Regions from separate parts of the Mus musculus genome. Here all the other regions are linked to region 3. A link is a contact called in public HiCAR-type and promoter capture Hi-C data. All regions are on one chromosome and are shown on one strand. The core of a region is the stretch at or near the end of the contact, and the rest is flanking DNA. Distances in the headings are between cores, read along the strand shown.

What was found. Promoter capture Hi-C pulls out the DNA fragments that hold promoters and counts their contacts. HiCAR-type assays count read pairs that join an accessible place to other places.
Region 1: a promoter capture Hi-C map of liver shows a contact between it and region 3, with 2.6 times the contacts expected there. The contact joins the promoter of Mpv17l here to the promoter of Pkp2 in region 3. A contact is called at or near these places in 2 of 39 promoter capture datasets (hippocampal neurons and liver).
Region 2: a contact with region 3 is called in a HiCAR-type map of astrocytes, with 4 times the contacts expected there. The contact joins the promoter of Nde1 here to the promoter of Pkp2 in region 3. A contact is called at or near these places in 1 of 39 promoter capture datasets (embryonic stem cells) and 1 of 115 datasets of contacts at active chromatin or transcription factors (astrocytes).

The regions. Positions count from the first base shown.
Region 1 is chr16:13,938,673-13,942,354 of GRCm38.p6, reverse strand. It overlaps Mpv17l (Mpv17 transgene, kidney disease mutant-like), which reads right to left and starts at 1,690. Exons shown (of 4, transcript NM_033564.3): 1 at 1,332-1,690. The coding sequence starts at 1,641.
Region 2 is chr16:14,161,662-14,165,342 of GRCm38.p6, reverse strand. It overlaps Nde1 (nudE neurodevelopment protein 1), which reads right to left and starts at 2,068. Exons shown (of 9, transcript NM_023317.2): 1 at 1,975-2,068.
Region 3 is chr16:16,211,805-16,215,787 of GRCm38.p6, reverse strand. It overlaps Pkp2 (plakophilin 2), which reads right to left and starts at 2,443. Exons shown (of 13, transcript NM_026163.2): 1 at 2,193-2,443. The coding sequence starts at 2,415.

The DNA of each region.
Region 1 (3,682 bases), core at 441-2,940, 2.3 Mb after region 3:
TCTAGCCCATCAAGTCTTAAGTCCTGGCTCCTAACCCCCTCATCACTGCACCAAGCTACAGTAAGCACTGGGATGTGTTTGCAAAGCTGGCTGAGAGATCGCTCGAGAGAACAAGGCACAGAGCTTGGGCAAATCAGAAAAAGCCTCTTGCTCTCTGGTTGTCTATTCTAACTTCACTGACCTTAGCCATGGCATTAGCTGAGACTATAACAGGCCACCAGGTCTTTGATGTTTCCTGTGGGTTATAGAAGGAAAGGAAGTTAATACAAACTCCCTATAATACCTCCCAGAGGAGGGTAAGTTTCTTCTAGATGGTTCGCCTACCTTTATTCGGTTTTAGAAGACATTAACAAGCTGAGCCTGGTGGGTCAAGAATGTCACCCCAACAACTTGGGAGATTTAAGTGGGAGAATCACAAATTCAAGACCAGCCTGAGCAACTCAGTGAGCCCCTGTCTCAGAATTAAAAACGAACTAAAGACTGCAAATATAGTTCAGTTGGCACAGCTTGAGGCCGGAGGGAGGCTTTAGGCTCAGTTGCTGGTGATCTACCATCCCCAATGACAGTCCCTGGAAAAGACTCTCCAAACACGGAGTGGCCCTCCCCAGCTGCCACTGCCTTTTAGGATACAGAAATTGCTAAGGAGACAAAAACCAAGAGACCCTTTGTTGTTCTCAGTAAACCAGGCAGAAAAGATTCCCAAAGCCAGCTCATCCAGCCCGGCTTGAAAACAGCTTCCTCATAGGTACACCACCCCCTCCCATTCTCTGTGTGACCCCACCCCAGGGAAATCTTGTTGCTCAAGCAAGACTAAGACCCTGGAAATGACTTCTGTAATCGCATATTTCACCCACTCTGCCCCCAGAGTCACCACCGATCCCATCACTTTTGAGTTAATGTGCTGGCCGCAGAGCCTCAGGTGTGGCTTTTTCTAGAACAGGTGGAGTCTAGGGATGGAGCTGCTATGGGGCTAAGCTAGGGTCTCTTGAAGATGCTTCTTTCTGGAGGAAAAGTGACCTCTCCCTCCTGAACTCTGTCAACCTCAGCCTCTCAGCTCGGACACCAACCCTCTGAATCCCTGGCACTTGGCATCTCCAGTTCCCCGGCCAGCGGCCCCCAAATTCTTCCTTCTGGAAACCTCAAGTCCTCCAATGTCCAGACCTCCGATCGCTGCTTCAGAACTTCCTTTCAGCCTTAATTCCCGGGCCGCAGAGTTGTCACCTCCTGCCTTAGCCCCAGTGGCTTTAGATCTCCGGTCTCCCCGTTCCCCGCACCCACCCCCACTCCCGAGCCTCCTGCCTGGCCTCCAGTGCCCGGCCCTGGCCCCTCACCGACGTAGAAGGCAGAGAGGGCTATCGGCCCTCCGACAGTCTGATCGCATAGCACCTTGGCCAGGACCGTGCGCGGCGCGCGGCCTGGCAGGGCGCGCTCCAGTAGGCGCAGCCACACGTAGTTGAAGTTTCCGTGGAAGGTCACGGCCAGAGTGGCCACGCGACGCGTCTGGCGCCAGTCGGCTGGGCCTCCCCGCAGTCGCTGCTGCAGGGCATCACCCGCCGAGAAGAGCCCGGCGTAGAGCAGCACGTTAGTGGGCCACGGATAGCGCCGTGCTGCCTGTGGAAACGCGCGCCACCAGCTCGCCATACCTGCCCCGGGTGCCCTCAGGGCCTGCACACCTGACTGCATGCATTTCAAGCGCCAGAGCGATTGGACCTCCCTCTGCACACCCAACCCGCTGGTCCAATCCAGTGACAGCTGGCCACCGAGAGGGCGGAGCTTCTGTGGTGATGTACGGCGTCCACCGGGATGTGACAATTTCCATGAAATTTCCAGGAGAGACATTCAGAAAACAGACTGCCTAGCATGGCATCGGTTCCCCACTACCGCAATAAAAAGTAAGAAAGCAAGCTAGCTCCAAAGTGTCAATGTACTGGAGATGCTGGCATACAGAGAATCATTCTTTTAGCACACAATACATCATCTTACTGGGTCACTATAGGCCGATGTCAGAAGAATGAATTACTGCTGGATGTGCCTATTCTGCCCTCCAGCTTGTGTCTTCGTGACCCCTGACATCCCAAAACAGGCTTGGAGACCCATGGTGTCAGTTCCAGGGGCAAGGGTGAGCATTTGGGGAGCAGGCAGAAGCTCTGACCTTGTGCAACTCATTTTCTCCATGTCTTTTTCTGCCTTACCCTCCTTCTGTGATAGCCAGCCTCTCTTCCAACACTCCCCTCTGTCTTGTTTGTTCACTGTAGTTTTTATTTTTTTAAAAAATCTAGTACCTTTAAAAAGATATTTTCTATTTATTTTTAAATATTCATTAAATTTTACTTTATGTGTATAGGTGTTTTGTCTGTATATCACTTACCATACTAAGTGCCCACAAAGTTACATACCATCATTAGCTGCCATGTGAGTGCTGGGAATTAAACCTGGGTCCTCTGGAAGAGCAACTAGTACTCTCAACCACTGAGTCATCTCTCCTGCCTATTTCAATTACTTACATTCTCTCAATCTCTCCCTCTCTCCCTCTCCCCCCCCCCTCTCTCTCTGTGTGTTGGGGGTGTGGAGATCAGAGGACAATTTTTATTTCTCTCTTTCCACTATGTAAAGTCCTGGGGACTGAATTGAGGATGTCAGGCTACTAAACCCCTTCACCAACTCGGTGCTTGAATTTTGAAATATTTTCAGACTCAGGGAAAATGTAGGAAAATTATACAAAGGAAGCCAGATGTGAGACATACCCTCTCATCCCTACACTTGGAAGGGAGGAGTGCTGAGGCAAATTGCCCAGAGTTTAAGGCAAATTGCCCACTCTAGGCTATAAAACAAGACCCAATTTCAAAACAAACAAACAAAACAAAACAAAAAACAGAAAATAAAAATATACAAATAATTCCCATATAATCTTACTTGTTTTGTTTTGTTTGAGTCAGAGCTCACATTGCCCAGGCTAGCCTCAAATTCCTAATCCTCCTTCTGCTGCTGCTTCCTAAGAGCTAAAGTTACAGGCTTGGGCCACAGTGTTCAGCTACCATATGCTCTTTGCTTGGTCCTCCCCAAGTGTGGCATCTTACATAAGTGTAGTATGATTATCAAAACAAGGAAAAATGTAGGGGTGCAATACAATCTCCCAGTTTACATGCCAATCTTACTTAAGCTGATGTGGGAAGTCACTTTCTCTCATCCAACAACCAAAGCTGGACTGCTATAGTGTTTCCTTAGGTCTTCAACCTGAACCATAGACCAATTCTCTCAAGGATTGTCACTAATTATAAGTCATTTTTTATAAGCTGAATTGTCTCCTATCATATTTTATACATTGAGGCCCTAACTTTTAGCTCTTCAGAATGTGACTATATTTGGAGACCTTAAAGAAGTGATCCAGTTAAAGTGAGGTTCTGAGCTAGGCAATACAGTCTGTACGGTGCCTTCATGAGAGGATACGGATGCAGCAAGAGACACCATGGTGAATTCATATAGAAGAAAAACATAAGATGATAACTGGCTATTTGGTCTATTTGTGGTGTCCTTGCTTGTATTTCTAAGTGGGAGTGGAGGCATAACAGTCAAGGGTTCAAGATTATTTCCAACTATACAGTGAGTCTGAGACAAGCTTGGACTCTATAGACTCTGATTTTATAAACCAAAATGAGGGGCAGCAAGGACAGCTCTGGGGTAA
Region 2 (3,681 bases), core at 819-3,318, 2.1 Mb after region 3:
TGGCTCAACTAGTAAAAGGCTCTCATACAAACACGAGAGCCTGAGTTCAAATACAAAACACCCATGTAAAAAGCTGCACACTGGTGTTCTACAATCCCAGTGCTAGGTGTGGGGAGACAGAGATAGGCAAGATCCCTAAAGTTCAGCGGCCAGCCAACCTAGCCCAACTAAGGAGTTTCAAAAACTTAAAATAAATCAATACAAGAGTTAAGATGGAAAACAACAGAAGAAAGAGTCCTCTTATAGACTTCTGGTACTCCACACAGTACCTCTATGCTAACAAGTACACACACCACACAAAATTCAAAAAGCAAATTTTAAAAAGTACCTGTTTCCCGTAAGGTGGTTTTACACGTCTAAGAATTCATTTCAGCACGGGGTTTCTGTGTATGTGCAAAGTATTCCTGTGCATGAGGAGCCAGAAGTGGGGTTTGTGTGTGTGTGTGTGTGTGTGTGTGTGCAGGTGTTTGTGTGCATGCAGGGTCAGAAGTGACATCAGGTGTCTTCCTCTATCACTCTCCACCTTTTTAATTTTATTTATTTATTTATTTATTTATTTATTTTTGAGGTAAGGTCTCTCATTGAACCCAGGGCTCACATTCTCCTGCACTGGGCAGCAAGCCTCAGGGCCCCCCTGTCCCCCAAGCTGGGTACTGCAAATCACAGGTGTGCACCATCACACCAGCTTTTTGGTGCTGGGGACATCACTTAGGTCCTCACACTTTGAAATAAGAACTTTCAGTCCTTAGGATTGGTTTTGTTGGGAGGAGTCCCCCAAAATTAAGTCTACAAAACTGTCTGAGAACACACACAAGTCACACACCTCTAATTTCAAATTTCTAGGAAAGAAATAAAGTGATGTCTGAGTGAAGAAAGCTAGCCAAGCTGATCACCAATACTCGATGCCAATATCGAATGAACCAATACCCTTCTCCAGCCCAAGTTTATATCTCTCTCAAATAAACAAGACGTGAATGGGAGCCAGGTGATGGTGGACACCTCTAATCCCAGCACTTGGGAGGCAAAGGCAAGAGAATCAACTTGAGTTCGAGGCCAGCCTGGTCTATAGAGCAAGTTCCAGGTCAAACACATCAAGAGTCAGTCACTAAGCCTAGCTTGTCTTCTTGCTGCTTAAGTACAAAGACATGCGACTTCAGAGGGGTTGGAGGGTTGGTCATAGTTCTGTAAGTTCCTCTTACTGAACTCCATATGGAATTCTGAAAGGGGAATTACTTAAACCTCAAAACGGGCTGAATACCAGTGTGCTGGGGAAGAGAAGTGCGTGGTCAGATACCCTCAGGCTCTGGAGTAGTTTCTATCAGACTATACTTCAAAAGCACCCCTTCTGAGTCCTAAAATGTTATCCTAACACACAATACACAGAAACAGGTGGCAGAGCCAATTACAAACCTCCACCCAGCTAGAGAAGTTGAGCGAGGATCCGGCTAAAGCGCAGAAGGATGCACAACCTGGCAAAAAGTCGAGATGATTTAGGAAATATGAAGTCGCTCCGGAGTCAAGGTGACTCCGGGTTGCCCAGGACCTCAAAGAGGTAGAGGTGAGCTGGGCCAACATCCAAGGTGTGGGGTAAGCACTCTCACCCTTTGTCGGATAAAGTTTATCCGATCCAAAGTGCTGTCTAGGGAAATTTGAAACGTCCAGCGGCCGAGACCTATAGGCATCGAGGGGAAGGTTGGATATAGGTTGGTATCCGTGCGGCAGCAGTTGGGGACCCGGAAACTGTGGGGTGAAGGGGCAGACTAAGAACTCGGGGGCCTTGGGGCGGCGTGGGCATGGGTCTTGAGGACGTTCGAGGATAGAAAAGCAGCCAGCAGAAGAGGAACGGAGTTGGCCAGGGCGAGCGGCGGAGCTCACGGATGGAAGGTGGAAAGCTGAGGAGGGCAGGTGTGGGGGACACGTCGGATGGATGCTGCGGGCGTGGCGGAGACCCGCCCGCAGCCTGGCTCCACTTACCCAGCCCGGGCGGCGACGATTCCAGCGAGGCGCGGGCCGGCAGGCCTTTCTTGCCCTCCAGCCTCGCCGGTACTGCGCGGTGCGCGCCTCCCATTGGCTGCCGCTCTCGGGACGCGTCTGACTCGGCCAATCAGCGCAAAGAAGCGAGGTTTGGAAACTTTTTCTCTCTAGGCCCGGGCGCGGCTGGGCCAAGCCTCGGTGGGGGCGGGAGGGGCCGCAGGAGGCGCAGGCCACTGGCCCGGAAGGCGGGCGTGGAGAGGGCCTGCTGGCGGCTCGGTACTCGCCGTGCCACGCACTCTGGAACATCCGCACGCCTCTCCTTCACACTGGTTGCATTTATCTGCTCTTGCTCTTGCCCAAGAATAGACAAAGGAGCAATTGGTCGGAGAAACCCGGGCATTAGGAATAGCTGATATTGGGTTACACTTGTAAGTGCCCTACCCGATTCCAAAAATGCTATACTAGCCCAGAATGCACAAAGACAAAAACAGGCATAGAGAACGACAAACTTCCGCCCAGCCCACAGGACCCTTGTTATTCCACAACTTTACACCCCAAATAGAATCTTTAACTGTTGTGGCTTCTTCTGAGACAGAATAGTTTAATGTGAAAGAACTTGACTTTGAATCCTAACTCCGCCGCTTACTAGCTATGTGTATTTGAAACAAGGTATTTAATTACTCGTGGATAAAATGGTCGTCGTCGTCGTCCCCCCCCCCCCCCCCCGAGCTAAATAAATAAGTTTACAAGACTTTGTGCAGTGCTTTGTAAATAAGCCGGGCAGTGGTGGAGCACACCTTTAATCCTAGCACTCGGGAGGCAGAGGCAGACGGATTTCTGAGTTTGAGACCAGCCTGGTCTACAGCGTGAGTTCCAGGACAGTCAGAGCTACACAGAGAAACCCTGTCTTGAAAAACAAACAAACAGGGCTGGCGAGATGGCTCAGGGGTTAAGAGCACCCGACTGGTCCCGAGTTCAAGTCCCAGTAGCCACATGGTGGCTCACAACCATCCATAACGAAATCTGATGCCTTCTTCTGGGATATCTGAGGACAGCTACAGTGTACTTACATATAATAAATAAATAAATCTTTAAAAAAAAAAAAAAGTCATCATATGGTTGCTAGGAATTGACCTCTAGGAGATCAGTGTTCTTAACTGTTGAGCAATCTCTCCAGCCCCTTGTTTTTTCCTTTTTTGAAACACTTTTCCTATGTAACTTGGGCTGGCCTCAAATTTCTGAGTATTCCCTTAGCCTTATTTTTCAGTGGGATCACAGGCCCAGCTAATAATAATTTCTTAACGTTAAGCCATTAATTGTTCATTAATTATTAAATACTATTAGGCACAGGTAATTTTACAACCTGGTGACTAAGACAAAGAATCTGATCTTAAAGGGTTAATACAGTAAACGGAAACAGAATTTCAGATGCCAAATGTTGCTGAAGACTATTTAGAGACTGGGAAGCCAGAGAAAGGCATAGTTAGCTTACATTTCTGGCAGTGTTGGCCTTGAACCTAGGCCCTTGGCCATGTTAAGCAAATACTGTATCATTCAGCTGTATCTCCAGCCTCCTAGAATTGTTTAAAAGATGAGAAAAAGGGTACAGGAAATCCAAGTGTTTCGATTTTGTACCTAACAAAAGGAGCTTCAGAAGGCTCTTTTTGACTCTTACAATCATGTTCTGTTCCCCTGGGCTACACAAGT
Region 3 (3,983 bases), core at 1,194-3,693:
GTCTTTGTTCTCTCATGTCAACTCGGCACTATGAAATATCCGTGCACACTTCTACAGTAACGCATGCATCTCCAGCTATGCTCCCTGCACAAGCCTAATAAACTTCTGAGATTTAAAGCTCCTAGTTTCAGAGTGTGGGGGTGGGACTGGTGAGCTAATATCACAGTTCCTCCAAACAGATTTTCAAAATTCTCTTTGGCTGGGAGAACTTTGCATTTGAAAGCTCTGTGGCACCCTTGCTGTTCTCTGGGTACTTAGGGCTTTTGATTCATGACTGCATTTCCTTGGGTTTAAACTTCTTGTTACAAAGCACACCAAATGTGTGTTTAATTCAGCACCAGAATGATGCCCCTTGGAGAAGAACACGTTCAGTGGCAGTGGTTGAATTCACCAAACAGCTCCTGTATTATTCCGTAGAGAGGAGACACCAATTTTCTAGGACTTGGACCATCATCCTACAGCTGTTGATAGATATATGCCTCCCCCCACTCCACCCCTAAAATGATCACCTTATAGTATCTAGCTCATCTACCTTTCCAATTCCATTTAAGGACATAACAGAATGGAAATGCATGAAATTGGAGATGACCAGCTGCCATATGATAGCAAAGTGCTTAGCAAAGCTCCCTGTTCCTTCCTCCTACACTGGACCCCCACCCCCACCCCCACTCCCACCATTTGTTTACTAGTTGATGCCTGCTTGTTCTTCTGGCTGGCCACCCTTACAAGATAAGGAAGAAGGCTCTTCAGTTCCACGTTAGCACTGGGCATGAGGCTTTTCACACTGCAGGATGCAATGGCAGGACTAGCCAGACACTGCCCTCAGTCATCCTGGAGTCCTTTGCCACATTCCTAACCCTAAGGTTTGCTTTTTCTTCTCACCAGGAACTAAAGCAGTTCTTTCCTGTGTAAACCTTTCCATCCTCTTAGAACTTCCTTAGTTTTACTTAGAGGAAAAGGAGTCGTTACAGGGAAGTTTAGTTCCCAAGTAATTTCATTTTGTGTTAGTAATCAAACACTTAATATGTTAACTCATGATCGACTTAAAACTCCACATTTTGGCTTTTATATACCACCTATGCCACTTTCTGTCTGGAATCTTGACTGTTTTATTTGCTCAGTTTCCTTGTCTCTAAGCTTGGATCCACAGTAAACCCAGCCCATGTCTGTAATCTCAGCACATGGGAGACGGAGACGGGAAGTTTGAGGCTGCATCTTAAAAATCGTATCTATATCTACACATATGGAAAGAGAAAGGAAAAAAATACACAGTTCATTTTAAGAAGATAATATAAAGTGCGAACCACATAGCCTAATTAGGGACGTTACAGGCACTCACTTACATGAGCTTGCAATCATTAAACACCTCTTTACTTTTCAAGTATGCAAACATCAACTGCCCTAACCTTTAGACAAACTGAAAAGCGGACAGCCTCCCAGACTCTGCTATTTGAAATCCACATGCTGGCACGGAAGCATTATTATTCTTAATGGTAATCACATTTACCAGAGCTTCTGATCTTTCTGATCAACCACACTTCTGTCAACTAGTCTGTGTGGTGGGGGGTTGATTTTTTTTTTTTTAATGAGGGCGGTTCTGCACCCACGCATCTGTTGGTTCTGGTGTGTGGGTGTGAGGTGGGCAGGCGGGGCTACCTTCAGCCTGGCCAAAGTCTCCTTCCTCCTTATCCTCCGCAGGGTGTTCAGGTTGCTCCCAGACCCAAAGCCGACTTGCTCAATTTGTTTAGTCGCAGATACGGAGTGGAGCACTTGGACGAGGTAACCTCAATTTAGAGGATGGAGGAACCGCAGGGCTTTGAAGGTTTCTTTCTAAAAATATTTATAGAGAGTCGTAAACTCTAAAACATCTCAATAAAAGCCCAAAGCGCCTTATTCCAGAAGATCAATCTTGCATACCAAAGTCTGCATAAAATTTCAAAGTGTTTTTTAGAATCTCAGGGAGAGAACCCGGAGCGAGCGGCGAAGGGTGAAACCGATCGAATTCTTTAATACAGACAATTGTGTAATTAACAAACGAATAAGGTAGACCAGAACCAAAGGTTAGGGAGGAAGCGTGTCCAAAGCGACCAACCACGAGCCGGAAAAGGTAAGGTGAGCAACAGGTGGGCGGGCGGACACCGGTTCGCACCGGGGAGACCTACGACTAGCACGGCGGGTGGGGTTCGACTCACCGCTGACCGCAGAGCTCCGGCCCCGGCGGGCCAGGGTCTGCTGCACCTGCTCCTGGATCCGCTGGCTCCGGGCCGCCGGGTCGCCGCGGCCGCTGCTGCCGGCCAGCCTCAGTCTGGCCTCGGAGGGCAAGGCCAGGCTGGAGCTGTCCAGGTGACCCAGGATCTGCTGGCCCAGCACAGTCCGGATGTAGCCACACTCGGCCAGTGAGCCGGGGACGGCCATCGCGTCGGCGGAGTGACCAGGAGGGACTGCCAGGACCTGCCCGCAAAGCCGCAGAGGCGTGGGGACCGGCAGCAAACCCCGCCCCGCCCCGCCCCGCCCCGCCCCGCCCCGCCCCGTAGGACCCAGGCCCTTAGGGGACAGGGGCGTGGCTCCTGCAAAGCAGGCGCACTCCGCCCGGGGCGAGCACGTCCTCTGAGGCCCCCACGTATTCTCGGCTCGCGAAGGATTGTGGGAGGAGCTGCCCTTAGGACAGGTGCAGCTGGGAACTTCTGCTGTGAGTAGCACATCTAGTTAGTTAGGGTCAGTTACACTGTTCCAAACGTTCACAGATAATGAAACATGTATGAAATAGACGTATTTTAAAGGTTTTTTTTTTTATCCGTAGTACTTCAGGACGCCGAGCTTTTTGTACAGATGGAGCCCCAGAAACATATGTTCTCCCTCAGTGAAAGCCTCTGCTTGCTCTTGCAAATACACAAATTGTACCCAGTGCGCTCTTGTCCACCCACTTCCTTCTTAAGGAACATGCCCACACAGAGAAACTCCAATAAGAGGCCCAGAGAAAAGATGACTTTTAATACTCAGTTTTAATAGCTCTTCTAACGTTGACTAAGCCCTCTTTATGACAAGCTCTTTGCAGGGGAACTCATGAACGAGGTTTCTCACTTAAATCTCCCGAACTTGAGTTTATCATGCTATTAACTATGCTTCACATGCAATTGGGCTAAGAACAAGAGCTAAGCTCAACAGAAGGGTCCTTGAACTTAAAGTTGACAACCGATGCTACTCTCCACATACTGGTATTTAGACTTGGGAGAAGAAAAGAAAAACATCTATGTTTGTTATCAAGTGGGGTCTTTTCCTTTGGTTGCTAGGGTTTGTACCTTTGTTGGAACAGCTAGGGAACACAACTTCTCTTCTTCCCCGGTTCCTAACTAAACAGTTAATGTGGCTTCCTGTTTTGCCTTCGAGCATCGAGGAAATCAGGGACGAGTCACTCTTTCTCCACAGGCCACATAGTCAAAGGTCATAAGGAAAGCTCTGGAGGTGGGAGCTATGAGGTCAGCAAAAGCAACTGGGCCAGTCTTTAGGTAAATTGTGCCCAAAAGCTTGGCTTGCCAAGTCAGGTGTAAATAATGTACAGATGTGATGCTGAGAGCTTACCGAAAACAAGAATGTTATGACGGTTAAATTACAGCAACAAATCCTGTCACCAGCCCCTTGTAAGCAACCTGTTTCCCTTCATCTATCTCCTAGCTCCTTCTGAAAGTCCCAGGTCTGTTGCTTTAAAAGATAACTGCAGCGCCTGCTTCTGCAGGGCCAGGACTCACTCTGGCTTCTGTACCTGGAGAACTATGATTGGTAAGGTCCCATTCTGCTTTCTTCAGCAAGAGACAAACAGGAAATTTCTCTTATTTATCTTAGGAAGTGTAACTTCACTTTCCTGTTTCTTGTCAAATCACTTTTTAAAAGTTCTGTTGTAATTGATTATCTTATTATGCAGGCTCCAATAAATGAGGATATCTTGTAGTTGGTAGTTGGATGGTTTGATAAAAGAATGGCAATTA